Linked DNA regions of Bicyclus anynana: region 1 is linked to region 2. Evidence: chromatin contacts called from public Hi-C data. All regions are on one chromosome and are shown on one strand. The core of a region is the stretch at or near the end of the contact, and the rest is flanking DNA. Distances in the headings are between cores, read along the strand shown.

What was found. Hi-C and Micro-C count contacts between places; a contact is called where the count stands out from the background.
Region 1: a Hi-C map of whole body shows a contact between it and region 2, with 4 times the contacts expected there. The contact joins the promoter of LOC112056233 here to the enhancer-like site in region 2. A contact is called at or near these places in 2 of 2 Hi-C or Micro-C datasets (whole body and whole larva).

What each region holds. Positions count from the first base shown.
Region 1 is chr6:12,435,774-12,438,635 of ilBicAnyn1.1, reverse strand. It overlaps LOC112056233 (heat shock protein 75 kDa, mitochondrial), which reads right to left and starts at 1,411. Exons shown (of 13, transcript XM_024096622.2): 1 at 1,122-1,411; 2 at 891-1,039; 3 at 255-416; 4 at 1-152. The coding sequence starts at 1,242. It overlaps LOC112056230 (neurogenic protein mastermind), which reads left to right and starts at 1,684. Exons shown (of 9, transcript XM_024096618.2): 1 at 1,684-2,412. The coding sequence starts at 2,348.
Region 2 is chr6:12,393,434-12,396,133 of ilBicAnyn1.1, reverse strand. LOC112056230 (neurogenic protein mastermind) reads left to right here. Exons shown (of 9, transcript XM_024096618.2): 9 at 494-2,700. The coding sequence ends at 826. Among protein-coding and RNA genes, the nearest start is that of LOC112057269, 8.7 kb to the right of the region's middle. Within about 2 kb of position 1,428, at least 6 of the 8 cell types and tissues checked have open chromatin away from gene starts, as enhancers often do.

The DNA of each region.
Region 1 (2,862 bases), core at 162-2,661, 43 kb before region 2:
GAATAAAACCCAACTCCAAACTGTCCAATGATGGAACTGGCCTGCTCTGCGCCTTGCTTCTTTATTTCTTCTATAAATGATTTTGAACCTGATCTAGCAATTGTACCTAGGTTTGCAATTAGTTCTTCTTTAGTCATGCCTATACCAGAATCCTGTTGCAGAGAAAATATTCTGTCTATATGAAGCTTTTTGCAAATATTTTAGTTATTAATGTAACATATATATTTTTTAATCAATAATAAAAAAAGATTTACCTCAAAAGTGAGAGTCCTATTTTGTTTGTCAGTTGTTAATTTTATCTCCAGGGCTCGGTCAGCATTTTCCAATTGTGGTGAGTCTCCCGTGGCACTTACACTTAAATAACGAAACTTCTCCAAAGCATCACTTGCATTAGAGATAAGTTCTCTGATGAACACCTGTAATATTGAGATAATTCAGAATTAATGGATGTTTTTTGAATTCAAATGTGTTTAATAGTACTGTAACATAATTATTAAATCGATCTTTAATCAAAATTATGTTAAGAAAAGTAACAAAGTAATCATTAAGTACCAATATTTTATAGAGATAAAGTGTGTGAGGTTGGGGGTGGTAATCTCTAGATTTATTAAATAATTTTGTTCTTTTTAACAATAGAAAGCACTACATCTTAAGCAACTAACACATAAACAACAATATTTTATCTTCATATTCCCACAGGAACAGGGCAAAGCCATGGGGCATGGGAAATAAAATAAAAATCAATGAATGAATCAGGAAAAATGTACTCAATTTGGAAGACTTCCTCCTAAACTATGTTTCTGTTTTATTGTTTTGTGGTGTACAAGTGTATAAAAGGATACATTTTATTCCATTTCTAGTTTAGATTAGATCTTGTAAGTTCTACTCACCTCTTTATCTGAATACAAAGATCTTGCAACAATGTCTAGAAGCATTCTCGTTTCTGCTTGAAATTCTTTCCGCTCAGAATTTCCTTTTGTAGTCTCAGAGGGTTTTTGGTCGGAAACAGTGCTATAGTTCGAAGTAAACATAGGATTGCCTGCAATTAAATAAAATAACAACGTTAACCTGTTTACTGGTATATTATATAGTTTTATGATTATTACTTCATTTAGACACACCACTGAATCCATTGGCTGCAACAGTTACACATTTTACTGGTTTAAACTTATTAATTGAATGTTGATAAAGTAACCTAGAAAGAAAACTGTAGGACCCCAGTCTAGCTCGAAGTGCCGACATACTTAAGAGTACAACTAATGTACTATAATTAAATTAGTCTGCACAAGGATTTTTAGAAATTACAATTATTTAACTTCTTATTATGTTCTTTCTTTTAAAATATTTATTTTTAAAATTATTAGAAAAATTAAATCAATTCACAGCAGCGGTTCACTCGAATTAAACTGACAGTGACACTGACACTTGATAGATTGTCAATGTCATAGAAAAAATCTACAGACTATTGTCTATGCCTAACGTTTTTAATCATTATTAATTTTTTAATCAACGTAATTTTTTTTAGTTAAAACAATTATTAATAATACTTTTTTTAATAATTGCAAAAAATAGGCTCATGTTTGAAAATCATTACAAATATTTAATTTTTATAATACAAAACAGATACATTACTGATGAAAACAAGCAAGCAAGCTGCAAGCGTCACTTTCCGTCAGTTTGCAATCTACAATTCCACAGTTGATGTTTGAGAACTTGGTGCAAAGTGTCGTGTGTATTGTTGTAATTAGAAATATAAAAACAGAACTTTCATGTTGTTTTTAAATTTTAGAGAGAATTATCAAAACGTTTTCCGAATATATAACTTTTTAGATCTTCCATTTTACCAAGTTCATACAACTGTTTGATAAATCATTCCAAAAGTGAGATATTCTTCCTGCAAATGATTGTGCTGTGACTTCATAACTTGTTCTGTATCAAAACATTTGATTTTGGACAGTGTATTTATAATCCGAGACATTTATTACGTGCACTTGGAGACAATTCCTAACCATAATAAGTTTTACGAGATAAAAAAGTAGACCCATTCAAGTGGTTTGAAGATAGTCAGTGTCAATATGAAAAATGTGCTCAGAGTGTTCAGGACGAACTGGAACTGTTTTCTAATAGTGTTATCACAGTTGCGTTGCAGTACTTGAGGACTGGGTAGTTACTGATAGACATAATGGGGTTATGGTGGTGTAGTTGAGGAGTGTGGCTGTGCTGGCAAGGGAGTGAGAATGAGAGAGCAGAGGTGAAGGGGCAAGGCATCACCGTGGAGCACCTGGTCGGAGGCGGCGGCCCGGGCGGCTTGCTGCCCGGCGCCTCGCCTGCCCAACATCCACCTAATATGCTGCAACCCATTGAAGATATGAACCTTCCCCCCAAACGTCAAGCTGTTGTTGACCGACTAAGGTAACCTTTTTGCTAACACATCATGCTAGAGTATGTAGTAAATCATTGTCTATATATAATATCATATACCTATTAGGCTATTATCTATGCAACAAGTGATGTGCAAAAGGTTCTCAACTTGGGTAGGAATTGTATATACAAAATATAATTTGTAAACTTCTTCCAAAACAGGTTTGTGATGATTCCACATGGATAGATAGTGCATTTTTATATTTGTGAAGTCAACACTCAATCAATCTAGTGCCATTGAACAAGTTTTATGGTGGCACATACTGGTTTTTAGTGGTGCAGGACTTGTGTTTAGAATACCCTACAATAGGATATATATCTATTGCATATTTGTCTGGGACAACAGTGAATGTCCATTGCCTAACAATGATGAAGATGACCTGGCTAGAGTCATTCTCCCTTATACAAGAGGTGATTGCTTAAGTATCTACTTTGCCACCT
Region 2 (2,700 bases), core at 179-2,678:
CTAGAGATAGGGCACTAGTACATCAAAACTGAGGCAGACAAATACCCATAATTGTCTAATATCATTTAGTCGCTTATTAAAAAACGAAAGTTATTTAAACAAATAATACCTAAATATTGTCTACAATGTCGAGTTATGTGTAGTTATAGGAAAACACAAAATTGTGCCTGTGTGCGCTCAGTGCAGTAGCTGAATTCGGATTTCACTTTTTGCGGTGATTTTGTAGGCAACATGTCTATAATATGAAATATCGTTTTCAGTAACAATGTTTAATGATATAACCATATAAGGTTATTTTACAGATACTCTGTTAGTTAGCATGTTAGTTTTATTTTGTTTTAAAACTATTTATCATCATCTCTGTTTTCAATGGCACACACTTATAGTGCAAGTTGATTTACAGTTTTGATTTACGATGCGACTCTAATATAATATATAATAATAAATTTACATAGGCGAGGTATTCTATAAGTAAATGAAATATTTTTTCTAGATGCCGAACATTCACATGAGCCAGTCGCAGAGTATGAGCTTGCAGCAGTCCGGCATGGGCGGGCTCGGGCCCATGCAGACCATGCCGAGCCAGCAGCCGATGCACGCACAGACCAACACCATGCAGACGCAGAACATGCTCGGCAACGGGCCCATGCAGACTCAGAACGGAAACAACCCCTTCTCGCTTCACTCCGCGTCTTCCTTCACGGGCCAAACCGCCGACTTCAATCTCGACTTCCTTGATAATATGCCTTCCAGTGACACCAGCAACCTCACTGCGCAAGAGTTGCTCAACTCGCTAGACAATTCCTTCTTGAATGACATACTATAAATTAATGTTTATGTGTAATGAAGTACTTTCATAGGAAAATATTTGACCGTAACTGGACCAAGACTCCACAAGGCGGCTTTAAAATTAAAACATAGCCATAAGGGCTGTCCAATGTCCATACAATGGCATACTTTGACATTCAGCGTTTTTCTCTTCAACAAATGAAAGGAACGTATTTAGAGAGGTCTTGATATTATTCTTCCCTTTTGTACACGTAGTTTTACTCTAGTTTCATTCGATATATATTGTAGGAGAAATTGGGACACTTGTGTGACCCGAAACAGTTCCTTTACAAGCGCAATGAAGACGCGTAGACACGTTTAAATATTGTGCCGTGACTATGCAACGCAAATATTGCATAGACGTCGAATAAATGCGTACGCAACATGGACGTTGTGTATGTGTATGCAAGCATCCGACAAACGCGTACGCATTTCTGGCGTATTGCGTGCACGCATCCGACAAACGCGTACGCATTTCTGGCGCATTGCGTGCACGCATCCGACAAACGCGTACGCAACGCAGACGTCTTGTGTACACAATGACAATGCGTACGCTATACGGATTATGTATGTGTGTACGATAAACTCGTACGTAACTCACGGACCGCGGTGCGTACGCGTACGACAACCGCGTACGTTACTGTGAAGGGACTGAGAATCAGACAGCCCCAGAGAGCCGTGCAGTCATATCATTGTACCATTATTCGTATACCAGTTAATGTAGGTAGCTCGCGACCAAGGTGTAACATAATGTGACCAAAGTTTTCCATCAGAAATACGCGGCGGCAACGCCCCGCGAATCTTCCGATAATTGTAAACATTTTCTAAGCATTGTTTTATATGAACTATATTAATTATTCTAAAGAATTCCAATTCGTAAAGTTTATAGTTTTTATAATTGTTCATGCATAGTTCATTTGTAAAATATATTGTATAGTAAGGTTGTTTATAGAGTATTAACGATTATGTACTGCAGTAGTTGATGGCTCCCGAAAAACTTAATTTATCCTTGCGCGGGAACCATGATTCTCATTATTTGCTGATGCTTTTATATACTATGTATATTTATTACAGATATTGTTATTAATATAAGTGAATAGCACAAAAGACATTTCAACGATTTTATTTACACTTTTATGAATTTATTTTATAGAATGACATCATGATTGGGGCAATACATGTTTATAGCGTATATTCTTATAATCGAGTTTGTACTTTGCCATGTGACATTACAAAGTATTAATTTATTTGTATCTGGACCTCCACTACAATCTCGCTGATAATAATCATTCTTAAATAAAATAAAACTAAACAAATGAGATTGGCGCAAACGCCAATCACGCTGTTATCTCTATGAATGACGTCACTTACTAATGTGTTGTGTTTCGGCGGCAAAAATTTTACGTAGATATTTTTTCATTTATATTAATTTTTTACTGGTTATTATTGACGGGACAAAATAAAATATAGCTTGTGATACTTCTATAATTCAGTTTAAACACTGTTTACAAAAGAGGCAAATAGCCTATTTCCCTTTGTCGTCACGAAAACTTTTGCTGCATGTTGAAGCTAAATGTAAGGATGATTATTGTCAGCGAGGTTCGTTCTCCGCCTGCAAACGGCCCAATGTATTTTTATTTATAGTGCAAATGTACATTTTATCAGTTAAGTTTATTTTAAGATCATTCCTGTACCTAAGATGTAATTAGTAGATTATACTGTGATGTCGGTCTCAATGGTCTGTAGATTAATATAGAATCAATTATTATAAATAGAATATTGTTATTGTTAAGGATCTCATGTATTACTTAGAAGAGGTTTTTTGGGATTCTGGAGTTTTCTGGATGTTGGTATTATTTGACAAGTTCCGTC